Regions from separate parts of the Sus scrofa genome. Here all the other regions are linked to region 2. Evidence: chromatin contacts called from public HiChIP or PLAC-seq and promoter capture Hi-C data. All regions are on one chromosome and are shown on one strand. Each heading gives the region's core, a stretch centred on a gene start, on an enhancer-like site or on the middle of the called end of the contact. The rest is flanking DNA. Distances are from core to core; before and after follow the strand shown. Region 1 holds the start of TNFAIP6 (tumor necrosis factor, alpha-induced protein 6). Region 2 holds the start of MMADHC (methylmalonic aciduria and homocystinuria type D protein, mitochondrial). Region 3 holds the start of NMI (N-myc-interactor). Region 4 has its middle 31 kb from the start of NMI.

Region 1 (4,956 bases), core at 64-2,563, 1.6 Mb before region 2:
TGATGGTATGCAATGAAAATAAACAGAGACTTGCTCATTTCTCTAGTAAATACCAGACCCCATTTTGGCCAAATGGATCACACTGTTCAGCATGAAAGTAGTTCACTGGCTCAGGCTGAAAAAAGAGGCAGCAAGGCTGTGCATTACAAATCGAGCTTTTAATGAAATCCTCATGGCTGCGGTCATTACCAGAGAGAAACATGCGGAAAGGGAAAATATCCTACAGCTGTGCTCCTTAGCAAGTTGAAAACTCAAAATCTAGGCTAATTTTGCCCTCTCTCTATTTCTCTATTTTATACCAGCATTTGTCAATTTCGTCTTGTGTAGTTCAAAAAATTTCCCTATCCCACACATCAGTGAACATAGAGCAATATTAATTTGTCTCATGAGAATTAAAGCATTGTTTAGTGTACTATATAGGGTATCTTGGATTTTCGCTATTTAGCATTTTTTGGTCTATTGTTTATGTTCATAGTCAGGCCTGTGTCATTCCTTACATTTAACAAAACAAATTAAAAGAAACTTTCTTTGTCTAACAAAAGAAATAGGAAAGTACTTAAACATATAGCTCGAACAAAAGAAATCAAATGGTAAGAATGCATTCAGAAATACAAGCCTTTTTCACTTTTTTCTATATTGTAAGTTGGCTTTGTCAAACCAGTCTAAAGATGTTTGGAAAAAAAGCATGATGTTCACTACAGGCCGTAGTACTTGGAGCAATGATTATAAAATTATTGTATATTCCTTCTTACCTGTTATGATTCTCTTATGATTATAAAATCTGACTGCAAATGCATTGAAGTAAAAACAAAATAATATATTGGTGACTTTATTTTTTTAAAGACATGTTCCCCATTATGCTACCACACCTGCTTTGAAATTTTAAAATATATTTTCATATGGAATATAAATATTAACCTCTGATTTCTATTGAATAGGCCACTTTATGAAAAGGTATTTTTAAATTTTAGAAGGCACACTTTTCAAAAAATGATATATTATTCCAGTAGCTATCATTCCTAAGCATTTTCTCTGAAAATATCAGCCTTGAACAGAAGAGAAAATTTTACAGCTTTGATTCACTTCTCCATTCGTTCAAAGAAGCCACTTTCCCAACAAGAAGCTCATGAGTAAAGTTTCTTACCAAGCCATATGGAGTTATGAAAAATTCCGTTTTTGAATCCCCATCCGTGAGCCTCTTCCCACAGGAAGACAAATAAGTAAATTAAGATGATCATCTCTAGTTGTAGAGGAGGAATAGCCTGTTAAGGGCTGCTCAGGATAAATTCTCAGAGCAGAAGCTGAAATGTGTCTGAAACATCTGGTTTCCACATCTTTTAAATGGTTTTTTTCAGCTGTGAGGTCAGCAAGTACTCTCCAATGGCATTTTCCGCCGTGGAGTTACACAATTAACTCACTGTCTGAGGCAAATCCTCTGACTCATTTGCATTGGCAACCAAAACGATGGGTATATGACGATCATCTACATTTTAAAATTCACTTACTTGGAAAGGGGTTCATTTCTTCTGTCTGTCACAGACACTTTTAGGAAGTTTGTTTTAATTTGGTGCAGATTCAGCAGTGGTTTCAAAAAAACGAAAGCAAGACACTTCAGTAGGAATTTCAAGAGAAAACCTGAATGTCTTATTTGGAGTAAGTCAATTACAGAATATGGGGTTTGGGCTTAAACACTAATCTTGAACTTGACCCTGGTGGTATTACTACAGGTTTCCTTAAATATTGCCAAGCTTGTATAGAAAGTTTGAAACAAAAATGTGCAGTTTAGCAAATTCTAAACTGCTTCAGTGATGTCGGATTTCTTTACCCTCTGTCTGCTTTTGTCCTGTGGTGGGGTCTGTTGCAGCCCTTGATTTACGGTGGTCAGCAGGGAAATATGTCGCTTCTAGAAAAGTAGTTTGGTTTCGGAGACTAAGAACATTCCAGTAGTTTGGGGCTATCTTACAAAAACGTAAATTTTTCCAAGCCATAAATCCTTGAAGTTCTTGGAGAACGGTGGATGGATAGATAGTTATAAAGTTAAAACAGTTATGGCCCTACTTGTCCAAATCATTCTAACATTGAAGATAATCAAAATATAGGTAACGATTATTATAGTTAAGTCACCATGTCTTAAGATACCCCAAACTTCCTTCGCTTTTTGTGCAGGGTCCTTAGGAAACATGCCTGGTAATAACCCACTGCGTCGACACTAGTGGCTTTCCTCATTGATAGACAGCCATTTTTGGGGCAGCTTTGGCTTCGCTTTCTGATTGGTCATTCTTTGCTACTTAGCATCACTACCCTAGCCTCCGAACAACTTTCCATTTGCTCCCATTATATTTGCTTCTTCATGTTTTCTTGGTTCCTCCATTGATATTGGAATACTTTGAAAATGTCCGCTTTTGGACTTGCTAAAGTTAGCCTTGAATCCCTTAGGCATCTTTGCATTGCACATCAAAGTCTTGGGAAGATCATTTGTGGGAGATAGGTTGAGGGTACAGAATTTACTAGACACTCACTCAAATGTGCATAAAGCTATTAGGGTTCAAAATCTCTATATGGGGCCCATGGCAAAGAGAAGAGAGGATTATAGCCCAGTTCACTGATAGAGGGTTTAAGTTTAGTGCAAAAAAATTATATAGTCTAGACCAGGTGGGTGTGACTATGGAGAAGACAGGCAAGGTCAGTGAGAACAGGATGAATAGATACATGGAAGGAACAAACCATGATACTTCTCTGGAAAGTGGAATTATATGAGTATTTTAAGTTCGTGGTTTAGAAGTAAATATAAATTTACTTGTGCAAGGCTACAGCGGAACCATCACTGCCTTCCCCATTCTTGGCTTGGTCACATTCTCTGCCCGTGTAATTTTGGCATCTCTCTAAAATACTCAATTCCCTCTAGCTCTTTTTTTTTTTTTCTGTCTTTTCTTTTTTAGGCCTGTGACATATGGAAGTTCCCAGGCTAGGATCGAATTGAAGCTGCAGCTGCCGGCCTATACCACGGCAATGCCCAGATCCGAGCCACATCTGCGACCTATGTCACAGGTCATGGCAATCCCAGATCCTTAACCCACTGAGTGAGGCCAGGGATCGAACCTGCATCCTCAGGGAACTACCTGGTTTTGTTACCGTTGAACCGCAATGGGAACACCAATTCCTTCTGGTTCTATTTATCAAAAATTACTCTCAGGAAAGGGCTGGAAATTAATTTTTACTTAGGTCAAATAACAAACAAGAGATACCCTTCTTTGTGCCTCTGCATTTTAACAAAGCTCCAAGTATAACAGGGTGTAAATATTCAACTTGTTTGAACATTTACATTTAATGATTATTTTGATGGATTAACCCAATCTAGGGTGGAGGATTTCTTTCTCCCCCTTCCATTTCCCCACACAACTCACCCCACCTCTGTACAATGTTTGGAAACCCTACCCTCCCTATCATCAAGAAAGAGAAAACAGTGCCAATTCCTGTGGGCTCTGGTTTTGAGGGGGTGTTCAGTTCTATTGTGGAAGAAAAGAGAATGAGGGTTTTGTATGGAAAAGATGCAGTGGGTGTGGGTGGGAATTCAGGGGAGAACCAGAGGGAGAAGGAGAGAGGAAAGCAGAGGGCGTGTTGTCTGTGAACTTACTTTGGAGGTTGCCTAAGATATCAGGCACCCCCTGCCCGCCCCTCCGTACACACTACCCAGGATGGGTCTGAGGAGCTGAGAGAAGATATACTGATGAAACTTCCTTTCAAGGGCTTGGCAGACTTTGCCAGTCCAGTGTGCTGCCTTCAGGAGTGAATGCCACCCCACCCCCGCTGCCCCCATCTCTCGATCTGTTGGTCAAGCTGTGCAGTGGTTCTTTTTCCTTCCATCAGTCACTGGCTGAAAACTCAGCAGCACTATATTTTGCAGAGGCAGCTCCCCTTTCAGCTGCTTTCCCAAGGTGCCAGGGAGCCTAAGCAGCTCCTAGACACTGATAGGTTCTCAGGGGCATGCAGACAAAACCCCAACCCCTACCCCCAAACGTGGCTGTTCACTTTGGAGACCTGCTAGGGACATGGGTATGGCAGGAGCTCTACACCCCTTCCCAGAATGCGGATGTTCATGCGGGGCATTGAGAAACACTGTGACCTGCAGAAAACCACTGCCTGCATAGATTAACCACCTGCAAAGATTAACGGTCCTCTGACATGGGACTCGACACCCTACCCCTTCCCTAACTGTGTCAACTTCCCCTCCTTTGTTATTGTCCCTGCCACAAGTTCCTGCCATAAACTCCCAGCACAGATTCCCGCTATGGATCCTTTATAAGACTAAAACCTCCTAGTAGTTGGAGCAGGCTCCATCGTGAGTTCAGTCCATCTGTCTCGGATGCTTAAGAATCTCTCCCGCTTTACTGACTTGGCCTTGCACGTTCCTCCCTGGGCAAACCTCCTGGGTTTTGGTGCTGAAACCCGAGAGGGAATGGCGAGGGGATAGGAAGCCCATTAGCAGTGCCCCAAACCACTGGGTCTGCAACCTGGAGACCCAACAGCAGGCAGCAGCAGCTTGTCCTGGGCTAAGCTCCAGACCCCACCCAGATCTAGGTTCCAGACTTAAACTCCTTTCAACCAACTCTCTCAAGCCCAGCCAGGGAGACACCGAACCGGGAACTTTGCCTTTCCATTACCGACTCCGCATCCTGCACCGGCCTTTTTAATTCTCAGGTGAGTAATTGCCCCTTTCCTGGGTCTTCTGTCAGCACAGTCACTGGGCCCCAGTTCCTCTGATCTGGGGACACCATCAGAGCATAAGCCCTCCCTCTCCTTGGGTCCACTACTCAGCCCGAGGAGTTGGCATTCCCAAATGTGGTTCCTTATTTACCCTCCATCCCCTCTTAGTCCTCTCTTCTCATCTTGGGGAACACTTCCTCCTCTGCTCCAGGAACACACCTCTTGGCTGCCTCCTATGAAATTTAGATATTC
Region 2 (4,991 bases), core at 406-2,905:
ACTAATGGATAGCTATGCAGTATTGATTCCTCAACTTTCCCCTCACCTTTAAATCAGGCTCTCATGGACACAGCAATAGTTTCCTAACCACTCGATTCAGTTCCAATTCCACATCCTTCCAACCTATCTGCTATACTGAAGGCCAAGATCTCCCCAAGACACAAATCTGATAATGCCATAATTCTACATAAATCTGCTTCCAGGATTAATCTACCTTAGTAACACACTGAAGCCCAACTATGATCTGGCCCCTGTCAACCTCCAACTCAACCCCTTGATTACTTGTGGATCTCCCAACTGCCCATAGTGTTCTGAATTCCTTATTTCTGACCACACAGCTTCCTTTGACTGAAATGTCCTCACCCCTCTGTCTTTTCTTGGCATTCAGGGAAAAAAAAAAAAAAAAACCTACTCATCTTTCAAAACACAGATCAAGCACCACTTCTACTATGAAATTATTCCTGACAGCCTCCTGCCATTCCACTGACCACTGACTCTTAACTTCCACCTCTACCTGACAGAGGACTTTCTGTCCTGGCAATAATGAATAACATATGGTTCCCAGATTCAAAAAGCTTACGAATATCATTCAACCAGAAATCTTATTATATAACCTGGACAAGTGAGCCAAATTGAAAGAGAAATTATGAGGCATGAAAAAATAACGAGGTGTAAGTAACTTCAAGACTTAGTTCAGTGGTTTTTCTCAGAACCCTCTATGATTCTCAAGCTATGAGGTGTGTGTGTGTGCATGCGCGTGCTCGCTATAATGTGTTAGCTATAGATGAACTGATTTAGTCTTCAGAAACAATCTACGAGTTAAGCATTATTATTATTTGTTTTAGAAGTAAGGAAATTAAACGCATAAAGAAAAAAAGAAACTTGCCCACCATGACCCAGCTAAAAATATCTGCATGAATAAAGTATGGACTTAGGGTAATTTTTTTAAGTATAACTGACAAATGAAAATATATACTCTTTATAAATAAGTCATTTGACATATATTCTTTCAACTCCTTGTTAATTCTAAGATATTGAATAAAGTACTTTGTGCTGTACAATAAACCTTGTTTATCTATTTTATATATGGTAATGTCCTTTCTGTTAACTCCCCTACTCCCAATTCATCCCTCCCAACCTCTTCCCCTTTGGAACCCATTAATTTGTGTTCTATGTGTGTCTGTTTCTGTTTTGTAAATAAGTTTGTGTCAAATTTCAGATTCCACATATAATTGATATTATATTTATCTTTCTCTGTCTGGCTTTCTTCACTTAGTATGATAATCTCTAGGTCCATCATTTGATATATATTTACTGAGCCTATTAAGAGAAAAACATAAATGCCCTATTCTCAAAAACAGTAAGTCACGAAAAACTAAAAAAAAAAAAAAAACCACGTTACAAAGAACAGAGGACTATACTTCCTAGAAGCAAAAAGAAAGTGTTAGGGAGAGTGAAGGCTTTCAAATATTTCACTGAGTTAAGGAAAGAGGAAAGACCCATCAAAACTCAGCTCACAAGCCCTCCGTCTTGTCACCGCAACTCACCTTTTCTCCTCCCACAGCCAGGCGGGACTATCCAATGGAAGGGGCGCTACGGAAGCCTACTGTGCGCGTGCGCAGCGGTGGTTCGACGATCCTGCCCATCGACGCGCTCGGAAGCAACTCCTTCAGTCTGCTCGCTGCCCCCGTACGCTCACCCCGCCGCCGTCGCGCCGCCATTTTGAAGACGGGAAGCGTAGAGCGCTGGGACAGCTGGAGGCGGCGGCGGTGGTGACTGGTACGGCTTGTTTCCACCCGCGTTATTCTCTCCAAATTCGCCAGTCTTCGTGCCCCAGCTTTCAGTGTTGCCCCTATTCCGAGAGGGCTCCTGTCGCTGTCCCCAGTCATCCTGTCGTCCTGTCTTTAGGACTTTTTTTGCTTTCTCATCCCTCGGCGCTGCTCGAACCTTCGCTTAGAGCTGTGGTCAGGCCTGTGTTAAAAAACCTACTCGGAGCCTCAGGACGCTGTCCCGGTGGACGGCTCCACGTTCCCCACCCTCGCTTAGAGCTGTGGTCAGGCCTGTGTTAACAACCTGCTCGGGGCCTCAGGATTCCGTACTGGTGGACGGTCTCTCAGTCTACCCCATCTAGTCGGAGTTGTGTTCTGCGGACACAGACCGGGCCGAGAATTGCACGGCCTCTGGACCGTGGTCTGTGCGCTGTAGGGGCTGGGGACGAATCCTGGCTTCCTTGGGGGACGGGGAGAGCTTGCACTTCGGTGCCTTTGACGGTGGAGGGACACAGGCAGTGGTGAACGTTACCCGAGCCGTCTGTCAGAGCTGAATCCGTCACCGGCCTGTTTTGTTTTGTCCTTTCCCAGGCATAACTTTACGAAAGGAAAGATAATTTGCGTCTGCCCTTTCCGCCAGAAATGGCCAATGTGAGTAAATCAGTCTCTTAAGCACCAGTATGGTAATGAAATAGTTTGGGAACTTGCTAGGAAAGTGGAAGGGTTTACTTATAATGATACTGGTGGCACAATGTTACTCATGCTTAGTGTATCAGAAATGTTAAGAGAAGCAAAAGGGTGTGCAGTTAGGTTCATATGCTTTAAACTTTTCAATACAGGTGTATTTATTCTACAGATTCGTTTTTAGAAAAAAATTCGGTACCAGCATCCTTTCAACATTTTTAAAAGCCATTTCAGTAAATATTTAGAATCTGTTTTTAAGACGTTTTCTGTTTCTTTGGTTAGGTCAACTGAAGGTTTTGTAGCAGTTTCAGTACAGGAAATAACGTTACAAATACTACAAAATGAGACTAAGAGATACTATTCCCATAGACCAGATATATTTACTAACTTTAACTGTCCAGTGATTACTCAGACACATCCTGCCATAAGGAGTTCATATAGTAGAGGACATAAGACATATGTGAAAACAGTTACAATAAAAATAGAAACTTTTTTTTAAGCTACCCAAAGGTACAGTGCAGATTCAGAGCACAGTATCTATGTAGGGTTTGGGTTCACTTAATCAGAGAAGCATTTAATTTGAGTTTTGAAAGATGGGTGAGATTTAGATAATCTGAGGTTTGGGTGGGCAGAATAGCAGGAATATTCGGTGACACCCTCCCCTCTTTTCAAAAATCGGTAACTCAGGTCTATTTTCCTTAATGTAAGATAAAATATAAAGAGATAAGTGGGAAATGAGGTTGGATTGTGGATCCAAACAAACTCAGTAATTTGGACTTTATTCCTTAAATGTTGGTGATGTAATTAGAGCTACATGTTAGGAAGACTAATATGACAACAATTAACAGGAATAGTATTCCTGTAATTGAACATGATATAGTAATAGTGTAAGGATGAGACTATAGGGCCAAGTCATAAAAGTAGACCACAAGTCTGGCCCATGTTTTAAGATGAATTTTTACCTAGGCATAATCATAGGAAGGGAATGTTGTAAAAGAATGGTGTTCTACTCTCAAAGAAGTATTAATTAAGGTAGGATGCTAATATTTAACCTGGCTTTATTTTGGTTTGAATGAATAAATTACTTCAGTAGGGCATTTTGAAAAATACTTTTATAAATCCTTTATTGTTAGAAGTTTACATAAAATAATAAATATACTTTTAAAAATTTGTGTTAGCTTATATGCATTGTAAATGCTGAATAGATGTTAGTAATGAAATATGCACATGTGTGTGTCCTCAACAATTTAGTTAGCATACATAGCAAGGGTCAGAAATGTCCATGCTTTAGAGGCTAAACAGGTAAATTAAGACACTTTGGTGGGGACTTGTACAAACTGAAATACTCATTTCCAGTATAAAGGGAGAAACCTTTCCTTAGTGATGTGTGGCCAACTAAATGTCACTTGGGAATGTGAGTCCAGTGCTGCCAGATCTTCAGAGTTTTTAAGAACAGCCAAAATCTGGGTCTTTTGTGTGAAATATCGCAGTTGCTCATTGAGAATTATCATTTTTGTCTCTTCAAGCAGGTTAGGAACATACCCAAGGGAGGATGCTTAAATTTTCAGGTGGGCAGAATGCTCCGGAAATAGGCATTGCATTTTGGAGACTTAAAAAGGAGGTTCTGTTTATCCAAATCTTGAAGAAAGAGTTAGAATTTTTCAGGCCTAGGAGGAGAGGGAAAAAGGATATTTTAGCAGAAAAAAATCTTATGGCAATATAAAAGAAAGAGAAATATGGGAAATGTTGGGTAGATGTTTTTATGTGACTAGGGAGTAGAGCAAGACAAAGGAAGATAAAAATAGTAAAGAAGTAGTTAGAGAGGTAAAAAGCCCAGTTAGGATGTTTTCTTGTGTTTAAGATGAGAAATACAGTCAGAAAGAATTCGTGTGTTGGATTTCAAGATACTATGTGAAAGGGAAAAAGAATGATTCTAAAGTTTCCAAGGGCTAGACTCTTTCAACATCCTGGTAAATCACTTTGATACCACTTCTCTGATCCCACTCCAGTCCATTCTCTACAAGGCCTGTAGTGGTACATTCCTTAAAACTTCCTCCTTGCCTACAGATTAAAATTCTGATTTATTACCTTGACGTAACAGGCCCTTTACTGTCTGCGTCAAGTATAAACTGCCTCTTACAGTTGCTCACAAGGTAACTTTGGAGCCTGTTTTTCACCACACTACCTTATACCCACTTCAGTGGACTTTGTCCATTCTTCTGAATACATTCTTTATGACTCCATACATTTGTTCCTGGAAGTCAGTCACTGAAATGCCCCTTTCCTCAGAAAATTTATATTATTTCTTCAAAACCAAGTATATTCTACATGAAACGTTTTTCATATTCCTTCAAAGATCTCTTAATTGTTCAAATCTTTTAATAGCATTTCAACAATGATGTGATATTTGTTCTTATATTTTTTCCACTAAGAGCAATTTTTTTTTAATGTAAAGGAACAGATAGCATATATTTTAGGCTCTGTAGGCCATAGAGTCTTTATGCAACTACTTAACTGCCCTTACTACATAAAAACAGC
Region 3 (5,276 bases), core at 1,928-4,427, 1.6 Mb before region 2:
TTCTCAGGGTTTGCACATCCGCTAAACTCTTGGTGCCTCTCCCAAGTTGTTTCATTCTTCTGAGATTTTTTCACCTGAGCTTTGGTCTCAGTTCACCTCTTTTGCCTTTAAGAGTCAACTCAAACTTTATGGTCTTCTCTGGAGGAAACATTCCCTGACTTCCTGGGGTAGAGGGGACTACTTTCTCCATTATGTTATGCTACTCATAGTATCACATCTCATACACACCTTGTACAATATGTAACACTGGTTTGGGGGTGTGTGGGGGTGTGTGGTGCACTTATGGGGAGGAGTCCATTGACATCTGGTTGGGAGATAAATTTGTAACACAGTGTACATCTCATATCATGGCAGTGTAGATTTACATGATATGTCCAAGACATCTCATGTGCCTTGTAATATTTATTGAATATATGGTAGGTAGATAGATAGAAAAAGTTTTCCTTGATTCTGTTAGTGTTCCTTGTTGGGTCTGAAAATGAAACTGAAAAAGACAGATGAACAGGAGAAAAGCATACAAAATTATTTAACATAAGTTTTGCATGACATGGAAGTCTTCATAAGGAAATGAAGACCTGCAGAAACAGACCTGAATATCTTTATGCTAGGTTTGATGAAGAGTGGATAATCATGGTGATAAATGATAGGTCAAAGAGTATGAGACAATCGTAGTAAACTGGGGGAAACGGCAAGTCTGGTTTGTTAGGATTCTTCTCTGTGTCCTTTGATTTTGGAGATAAGAATACACCTTTCCTATAGGTATAGGGAAAACACCTCTCACAGGAGGCTTTTTGAACTATTTCAGAGAAGAGTGGGAGAGGGGTGGGGGGAAGGGCAGAGTGACCGTTTTGCTTCTACTGTTTTCTCAAACTTCTTTCCCTTAAAACATCAATATGCCAAGGTGCCATATTTTGTGGAAGCATGTCCTGAATCCTATCATTAGTAAAGCATTGATCAATTTGCCCCATTAGAAACTTCTCAAGATTTTAACAGCTGTTCCTTGAAAAAAAGGATTTAGTGTTCAAATTAGTTTGGTAAATTCAAGTTTAAATAAAGTTAAACTTTTTTTTTTTTTTTCGCTTTTTATGGCTGCATCCTCGGCATATGGAAGTTCCCAGAACTGGAGCTATAGCTGCTGGCCTACCCCACAGCACAGCAACGTGGGATCTGAGCTGTGTCTGCGACCTACACCATAGCTCATGGCAATACCAGATTCTTAACTCACTAATCGAAGCCAGGGATTGAACCCTTGTCCTCATGGATCCTAGTCAGGTTTGCTAACCACCAAGCCACAAAGGGAACTCCAAGTTAAACTTTTTTATTTTTTTCAAAACTAAACTTTTAAATGTGTGCTTTAATTTTCCCCTGCAATATTTCTCAAAACTCTTAATGTGCTGATGTGCACTGGGGATCTCTCAAATGTAAATGCAGTAATGCAACGTTTCCTAATCAAACATGCCCATAGGATTCCTTCTTCTTCATACACTGTAGAACACAGTGTGGAGACACTGATTTCGTGGTTGAGAGTAGAGCAAGACATCAATGTCATTACATAGTAATTGCTTGCTTTTGGATCACCACTTTAAGCCTTAGCTCATCTGCAAAATGGGAATAATACGTATATCTCATGTTGTAGTTGGCAAAAATGCCTAGGAGTTCTCAGTAATGATGATGAACAATACTACATCTGGGAGCAGGGAGGGGAAGGGAGTGGGATGGACTGGGAGTTTGGGGTTAGTAGATGCAAACTCTTACATTTAGAACGGATAAGCAATGAGGTCCTGCTGTACAGCACAGGGGACTGTGTCCAGTCTCTTGAGATAGAACATGATGGGGGATGATGTGAGAAAAAGAATGTATATAGAGTAGTTCCTGCCGTGGCTTAGTGGTTAACGAACCTGACTAGTATCCATGAGGATGTGGGTTCAATCTCTGGCCTTTCTCAGTGGGTTAAAGATCTGGCCTTACTGTGAGCTGTGATGTAAGTTGCAGAAGTGTCTTGGATCCGAGATGCTGTGGCTGTGGTATAGGCTGGCAGCTACAGCTCCGATTCAACCCCTAGCCTGGGAACCTCCCTATGCTTGAGAATGCAGCCCTAAAAAAGACAAAAGACAAAAAAAAAAAATGTATAAAGATGTATGACTGGGTCACTTCGCTGTACAGCACAAATTGGCACAATATTGTAAATCAACCATACTTTAAAAGAAAAACACATCTGGGAACTGACTATTCATTTTCAGAACCCAGTGTTGCAGAGTACTGGATTTGAAGAAGAGTTGCTTTCAGATTGTTACATGGCTCAGCCGTAGCAGGTGAGTGGGCAAAGTCTTCCCTAATACCTGCATCCCTTATCCTCTCACAGGATTGCAGTCAAACTTACATGAATCCTGCTCTGGTCATGATCCTATTGCTTAGTATCTTCTTATAAAAAACAAAAAGAAGAAATGAAGTTTGAACTAAATAAATTCTAGAGTTCATGTTTTCTAAAATTCAACGGGAGAACAAAAGTAGTTCTCAGGCTGCAGCAGGTGGAGTGTTGGGACTTTTCTAACTGGGCTGATGAGCACAAATGTCCAAGCACCACTTAATTTTTCTCACTTAGAAAGGATACTTTTAACTGATTGCCATCAATATTCTTGACATAAAGGAATTCGGCTTTGGTTAATCTTTTAGATCACTGTATCAGTTATCACATATGATTGCATAGCACTATAGACTAGAACTGATGCCTGGAAGTCATTTTGATATGTCTCCTTCCTGGCTCTATTTACAACCAAGTACAGCTGTGGGGTGGTTCTTTTTGCAGGATTAAGAAACCCTGCAACTCTTGAAATAAACCAGATGTTTTCCATTTCAAAGAAGATCACACCTAGTGAGGTATTTATTTACAAGCTTCACCACAAAACAAAAGAAGACAACTTTCAAGGGACACAGGTCATAGAAACCCACAGAACATCACAGCTTTCCCAACTTCCTGGGAAGTTGCAAAAGAAATGCACAAAAGTGGACCTTGCTGGCTGCAAACACTTGTAGATTAAGGTTATAAAGACCAGCAAATTACAGGGAGAGTTATACCATCGTGTGAGAGACTCTCACTTTTGTTTTCTATCCACTTTTCCAAAAATACGTCCTGTAATACACATACAAAGGAGTGGTTTTTAAAACATGTTCTAAAATCAGCATCTAGGGAAACTACAGGAATACTCTAGGAAGAGATTCTCAAAACAAAAACAAAACCACCACGTTTTAAATATCGAAAGTGAAAATAAGTATAACTTAGTGACCAATCATTGGAGACAACAGGTTTGGCATTCGAGCAGTGGCTAGATTGAAAGGCATTATTTGAGTAGTTTACTTCTCTTTTAATTCATTCTTTCTTACTTTTTTTTTTTAAAGCATCAAATTGTTGAGCCCGAGGACACCCACTTGAAAAAGGTACAAGGTACTTCCGACCAGGCAGCCCCAGCGCGCAGCCAGGGAGTTTTCCGGAAGCGGGTCGCCGCGCTTGGCCGCCCGAGGCGGGTAAGTGGGCGCCTTGTTCCCCCGCTGCCGGGCTCTTCTTAGTCATGGGCTGGACGGGCCATGCGTGGCATCCCGGCGAGTTCTGCGGGGCCGGGGACCTCGTGGTGGGAGGAGGGTGGGGAATGCCGGGCCGAGAGCAGGCGTGGCGGGGCGGGGGTGGTGGCGGGGCGCGGGTGGTCAGCGGCTCTGCGGGACCCCTAGCCCCAGCCCCACCGCCGTGCTCCTGCGCAGCCCGCAGCCGGGGTCGCGGGGACCGCCCTGCAAGCGAGCGGACGCGCCTGCCCGGCCCACGAGGCCTTCTCTGTGCCGTACCGGCCTCTGACCCAGTTTCCTTTGCTTTGCTTCATTTCGGAAATTGAAACTTAACACGGTTTGTGTTTCCCCACTGTTCTTCTAGTGTCTCTGGAGATGGTTCTTCGGAAAAAGAATCCCTTAATGAGATTTACGCTCTTGGCAGGCTCAGGGTTTGGCAGTCGTGCCTCACTTTTACGAATACGCAGGGACTTTTAGAAAGAGACATCCACAAAAGAAGGCGGTGTTTCCTTGTCTATAAAACAAGCATAAGGTTTTTTTTTTTAATTATTTATATCATCATTAATCACCACCTCTGTTTCCCCTTCACCTCGTTCCTTTCTTTTTGCTGCCAGGCATGCGTGTGGGAAGATTTAATTCTATTAGGCCGGGCACCAGAGTGATACGAGTATATTAGGGAAATAGGTAATAAATTGGTGGAGGCGGTTTGTATTAGTTTTTTCATTCACTGCCATACATTCCTACGGACTTGAAGGCTTTAAGAGCCCTAAGTATATTCTATTAAAATTCTATACGTTAGATGTCCAGTTGGGGGTCCTTGGGTTAAAATCAAGGTGTCTGTAGGCTGCCTTCCCTTCTGGAGGCTAATGGGATGAATCTGCTTTCTTTCTCTCTTCCAGCTTCTTTAGATTGCTCACCTTCTTTGGCTCCGTCGTCTCTTTCTCTGTCTTCAGAGCCAGCAATGTTGCATCTCTGATCATTCTTCTCTTGTCACATTTCACTCAGATTCTGCTCTTCTGCTTTCCTCTTTCTCTTTGAAGAAGGACGCTGTGATTACATTTGTCCTCACCAAGAATCCAGGAAAATCTTTATATTTTAAATCTACCTGATTATCAACCTTCATTCAGTCAACAGCCTTAATTCTCCTTTGTAAGTAACCTAACATATTCACAGATTCTTGAGGTTAGGATATGGGCATCTTTAAGGGAAGCCATTATTCTGCCCACCATCTGATTGCATAAAAGAAAAACTATTCCCATTCATGCCAAGAGGGAAAGTATCCAGATGCTAGATATGCTGTAAGAAGTTTTGAGGATCTTATGTAGTAGACCATTTATATGAATTAAATATATTATCGAGAGCCTTTACTACAAGGTCTTAAGAGTATAGACCTAAAAAAAAAAAATGCAAATAATGTTACAGCTTCTGTTTTTTGGAAGCATAATAAGAGAACCTCATATACTTGGGATGTACTGAGCATAACAGATATCTGGATCAAGATATCACACAATTCTATAAATATTGAGTGTTTTCTGAGTGTGAACTTGTGCTCTGAATGGATACAAGGAGTGGACATGGTCCCTGTCCTTAAGGTCATGACACAGTCATGGACAATGATGCAGATGCACAAATAATTAAAGTTCCCCCAAAGAGGTAATAGGGAGAGAAGTAACGTCCTTTGGGGGAATCAGAAGAAGCTTCAAGAACTTGGGGGGGGGGTT
Region 4 (4,766 bases), core at 502-3,001, 1.5 Mb before region 2:
GCGGAAGGCAGAGTTGATCTAGGGGTGGAGATAAAGTTGGAGAGAGTGTTTGGATTACAGAATGTAATATAAAGAAAAGAAGAGTTAGGGAAGACAAGTGAGTTAGGAATTTAAGCTCTTAGGTGGGTGAGAGTGCTAATTATTTACTGAGGGAGAAATGGGAGGAAGTTCCTGTTACACTTAACAGGTTTATCAAACATTTGAGTGGGCATATAAATGTAGGAATCTGAATATAAAATAGAAATTAGAGCATTATAGATCTACCTCATTGTTTAAAAATCGTCATAGCCTTTGTGCCATCCACCATATAAGCAATAGTTTAACTGGGTGGATCTCAGTCTTTCTAAAAAATTATATTACAAGCAACGCACAATTAAAATTTCTGTAGAGTATCTTAGTTCTACTTGTGACCTGTAATTTCAGTTCTGTTCTGAAAGTGGAGCTGATAATTCTAAGAATATATACATTTTTACATTTTTTTGCACTTTACATTTTTGAGAAGGGCCCAAATCCTTAGAAATGTTTGCCCTGTCTACACTTGCAGGAACACTGATTTCGTGGTCAGGTCACTCAGGGTAGCTGTTGTTTTGCTCTCTGTACATCTCTTGCTTGACCAGTGCTTGTTTCACCTGTACCCTATGCACATGACTGAACTCCCTATCTACTTTTCCCAGGCCCTAGCTAGTGACAGCGTATTAAAGGGGCAATGAGGGGTGTGTGCCTCCTTGGTTTCCCTGGTAACTGATGAGCTGAATGAATTCCCCCTATAACTGAAAATCTCTATGCCCCACCCACCAAGACCAAGACTGCCACCAGAGTTGCCACCACACACACACACACACACACACACACACACACACACACACACACCCCGTGGGAGTGTCGCTCCAATGACCTTCCTCAGAGGTGTGAGCTCACCCATCCATTAAACCATTGAAGTCTCTGTTGCTGACTCTGGGCTCTTTTTTCTATCTTGAAGCTGGGCAAGCACAGGCCTTATAGGCCACCCAAAAATTGATGCTTCCTTGCTCTCTGGTTAACACTGAGTAACCGGTAAATTTTACCATACTTTAAAATTTTTACCAATCTAATTGTGTGAAGAAGGGATCCTGTTATGCTTTCAATTTGTATTTCTTAGGAGTGGAATTGAACTTCTGCGTATTAGCCAGCCATTTGCCTTTCTTATTCAGGCTCTCTTTGATTCTGAAGCTATGTATGTGTAGTCCCGTGTCTCTGTAGATGCCAGACTCAGGAATCTAAGCCTGGTGTGGACAGGATGTTGCGTTCTCTCGGCAAGAATCTTGCTCCTTTGGATCCCATGCCCTGCGCACCTGGCCACTCTTGCCAGGCAGGTGCCGAGAGGAGAAACAGGTGCGGTGAGGACACGACTAGGCAGATAACGAAAGTATAGGAAGAAGAATCTGGATTCCACCGCGCATAGGACACACATAGCACCCAGAGAATTCCCGCATTTCTGCCGGGGAATCCCTCTGGCCTCTCTCCAGCGTAGTTTCACAAGTTGAGAAACTACCGAGGGCATCCTGGCAGCAGTCTTCCTAGATCCGGGCTCCCACCCCGATGCTCCGAGGCCGCAGAACTGCTGGGTGGATGGACCGGCCGCCCCTTTCTCACAAAGTTTTCAAATGAGCGGGAACAGAAAACAGGAAACCAAAACCTTCCGGCCGCAGAGAGCGCGCCTCTCCTCAGCCATGGCAAGTTGCTTTTGCTGTGGATTTTGCAGGGCACAGAAGCCCGTGTCCAGTTGCCATGGTCCCCCAGGAAGACGCGGGGCGGGGCGGGGCGGACGAGGGTGAGCGGTGCTGGCTCCCCTGCAAGCAAGCCCCGCCCTGCCTTTCTGCACCTGCCGGAGGTGGGGGTGGCGGGGGTGCGGTGCTGCAGTTCGGGAATTCACTGCAGGCTTTCGAGAGGGGCCAGCTCCAAAAAAAGCCCCGCCTTGGCCACCTTCTGCACCTAACGCTTTAAAGTCGGGGGCACAGCTGCTTCGTCGAGGGGTGGCCTCGCGGCCTGTCTTAGGACTTAGCTGTGGTCCTCCTACGCTACGGGGGACAGGAGCGGAGAAAACTGCCCAGCAATGGACTCCACTGTTTGCTTTTGAAAGGGCCAGTACCCTGGCTCGGCAACTTCTACATGCCACTGGTGAGGCCGAGAAAAAAGGGAGGGAGAAAGAGAGAAGAAAGGAAAGAAAGAGGAAGGAGAAAAGGAAGGAAGTGACGGAATAGAGGGAGAGTGAGAAGCCAGAAAGGATTTGAGCCAAGGACACAAGTTGGGAAAGCATCCTGATGCCTTGTCTGCATGAGCGAGAATTCTCTCCTGTGGCCTTAATTCTTTGTCTAGACACAAAGGGCTCGGTGTTGTCACCATCTGTGCCGCCTAGCAAGAACAGTTAGCAAATTTCAGATGTAGCTCTCCATGTTCTTAACATCAAGCGCTTGAAAACAGTGACAGAGCCTTCAATTCCTGGTCAGAAAAGATAGGGTCCCGGAAATGCCAAAGCTTTGGTGAGATGCAAATGCGATTTTGTTTGCCGGTGGCGGTAAAGACGACGCGAATGAAAATAAATAATTGATTTTAAGAAAAGAAATATAACCGTATTGAATGAGTTTAGTTTTTTCTCCCAAGTGCTTTACTTACAAAAATAAGCTCACAGTTTTCCTTTATGTCTTTTTGCTATCTGATATGAAGGTCGAAGGTAAAATATATCATTGATATGGGGGAAATGCTTTTGGCCAAGATGCTACTCTTGTTTCAAAATCCTGTACTGCTAACTCTTGAAAGGCGTCTGAGGCATCGGGATCCCGAGATATCTTTTTCTTCTTAATTGTGGATAGAAAGGTAAAGTTTCTTTGATGTCAAAGATAACTATAGTCACTTTAATAAAGAAATATGGCATTGGGATTGATTGAGGACAGAGGCGGGGTAGGTTTCCTGAGTTTAAATTGATTAAAGTTTTTCTTTGACACTGATGTAGAACAAAAAGGAAGCTAATTCACTGTCTACTTACCCACTGAGGTTGGTGTGGACTGTGGGGACCAGACATTGCATAGTAAATCAAGAAAGATCTCTTATGGAACAAAATTTCCTGAAAGTTTGAAAATCTGTCTTTTTTTTTTTTTTTTTTTTTTTCCTTTTTTGGAGCTATTTTGGTATAAGTACATCTTACCACTTGGGGCTAGGATGGTGAAACACATTTATCTATTTTTACTGTTTCCTATGCACTCTAGTTCTCCTTGATTATTTTAAGGAAGTGTTTTCCTCCATTAAAGGTAACTTCCGTAACAAATAGTCAAACAATGAAAAACAGGTAAAAGAGCTCACTGAGAATTATTCACACACTCTTCACTTTGAGCTTAGAAAGGAAACATTTATTTTGGAAGGAAAGTAGAAAAGAACTATTAAGTTGGCCTGTGAACAACTAAGTTTGAGGTATGTTCAGGTACTGGTTAATTTTTCTAAAACACACATCAATGTTATAGGATCTTCTGACATGTCCTTATGAGGTTGTGAGATTAATAAGGCAAAAATTTAGGTAATAAATCTCAGCAATAGTAACACTAATGTCTGCTGCCTCCCTTTACTGAGCAGTGGTGATGCCATGTGTGATCTTTATAAAGATTATCTAATTTAATTCTTGTGACTAGCTTTCATCATAGGCATTGCCATCCTCACGTTGTAGGGGAAGAAACCAGGATGCGAAGAGGTTAAAACATTTGTCTGAAGTCATCCAGCTGGCAAAAAATGGGGCTAGAGGTAAACCCAGTCTGATTACAAAGATAATATCTAGGTATAAAACTTTGAAAAAAGTCTCACTAAACTCTGAGGAAACCTCACTTTCTCTGTAACCCCAATTTTTAGAAAAGAGAGGTAGCTTTAATTGTAATGTATAAACAAATTGGACTATTATTATGCCACTGGCAATTTCTTTTTTTTCAGAGCCACCCCTGTAGCACATGGAAGTTCCCAGGATAGGGGTGGGATCAGAGCTGCAGCTGAGGCCTGAACCACAGCCACAGCAACACAGGATCTGAGCTGTATCTGTGACCTACATCACAGCTCGTGGCAATGACAGATCCTTAACCCACTGAGCAGGGCCAGGGATCAAACCTGCATTCTCATGGGTACTAGTCAGGTTTGTTTCCTCTGAGCCACAACTGGAACTCTGGCAATATCTTAAACATTTACAAAGTTTGTGTTTACTCCAAATAGAATGCTGGAAAATTGATTTGAGAAGCTGCTTAGATGGAAAGTATTTCTTTTTCTTTATTTCTTTTTAGGGCCACACCTGCTGCATATGGAAGTTGCTGGGCTAGGGGTAGAATAGGATCTGCAGCTGCCAGCCTACACCACAGTCACAGCCACTCAGGATCTGAGCCACATCTGTGACCTACACCACAGCTTGTTCCTTAACCCACTGAACAAGGCCAGGGATCAAACCCATGTCCTCATGGATACCAGTCAGGTTTGTTACCGCTGAGCCACAATGGAAACTCACAGATGGTAAGTATTTCTGATGCAGGTAGTCAGAAATACTTACTTGACTGAATTCCATTGGTTTAAGGCTACTGGCCATTTTTACTTTTGTTTACTAAGCCTAACTAAGTGCTCACATAAAATGTTGGTTATGTTGGAATTATGAAGGAAGTATTGTGTCTGTTTTATAATTGTATTCTTCAAGAAATAGCATTTCAGGAATGAGCTCGTGAATGAAGAGATAACAGCAAACACTTACTTGCCAGGCATAGTTTCAA

The links. Promoter capture Hi-C pulls out the DNA fragments that hold promoters and counts their contacts. HiChIP or PLAC-seq counts read pairs in DNA pulled down with a chosen protein or histone mark.
Region 1: an H3K27ac HiChIP or PLAC-seq map of skeletal muscle shows a contact between it and region 2, with 11 times the contacts expected there. The contact joins the promoter of TNFAIP6 here to the promoter of MMADHC in region 2. A contact is called at or near these places in 2 of 2 datasets of contacts at active chromatin or transcription factors (alveolar macrophages and skeletal muscle).
Region 3: a promoter capture Hi-C map of liver shows a contact between it and region 2, with 6 times the contacts expected there. The contact joins the promoter of NMI here to the promoter of MMADHC in region 2. A contact is called at or near these places in 1 of 5 promoter capture datasets (liver) and 1 of 2 datasets of contacts at active chromatin or transcription factors (alveolar macrophages).
Region 4: an H3K27ac HiChIP or PLAC-seq map of alveolar macrophages shows a contact between it and region 2. The contact joins the enhancer-like site here to the promoter of MMADHC in region 2. A contact is called at or near these places in 3 of 5 promoter capture datasets (fetal liver, fetal skeletal muscle and liver), 17 of 47 Hi-C or Micro-C datasets (adipocytes, alveolar macrophages, brain and 11 more) and 2 of 2 datasets of contacts at active chromatin or transcription factors (alveolar macrophages and skeletal muscle).

What each region holds. Positions count from the first base shown.
Region 1 is chr15:880,039-884,994 of Sscrofa11.1, forward strand. TNFAIP6 (tumor necrosis factor, alpha-induced protein 6) reads right to left here and starts at 1,314. Exons shown (of 6, transcript NM_001159607.1): 1 at 1,145-1,314. The coding sequence starts at 1,238.
Region 2 is chr15:2,497,425-2,502,415 of Sscrofa11.1, forward strand. MMADHC (methylmalonic aciduria and homocystinuria type D protein, mitochondrial) reads left to right here and starts at 1,656. Exons shown (of 8, transcript XM_003133258.4): 1 at 1,656-1,779; 2 at 2,361-2,420. The coding sequence starts at 2,412. It overlaps LOC102159998 (a long non-coding RNA gene), which reads right to left and starts at 1,673. Exons shown (of 4, transcript XR_002339312.1): 1 at 1,548-1,673.
Region 3 is chr15:938,202-943,477 of Sscrofa11.1, forward strand. NMI (N-myc-interactor) reads left to right here and starts at 3,178. Exons shown (of 11, transcript XM_003359414.4): 1 at 3,178-3,303; 2 at 3,397-3,522.
Region 4 is chr15:969,815-974,580 of Sscrofa11.1, forward strand. No RefSeq gene overlaps it. Among named protein-coding and RNA genes, the nearest start is that of NMI, 31 kb to the left of the region's middle. Within about 2 kb of position 1,752, at least 36 of the 83 cell types and tissues checked have an H3K27ac peak or open chromatin away from gene starts, as enhancers often do. A contact at or near this core is called in alveolar macrophages, fetal liver, mesenteric adipose tissue and 4 more, where this site is marked.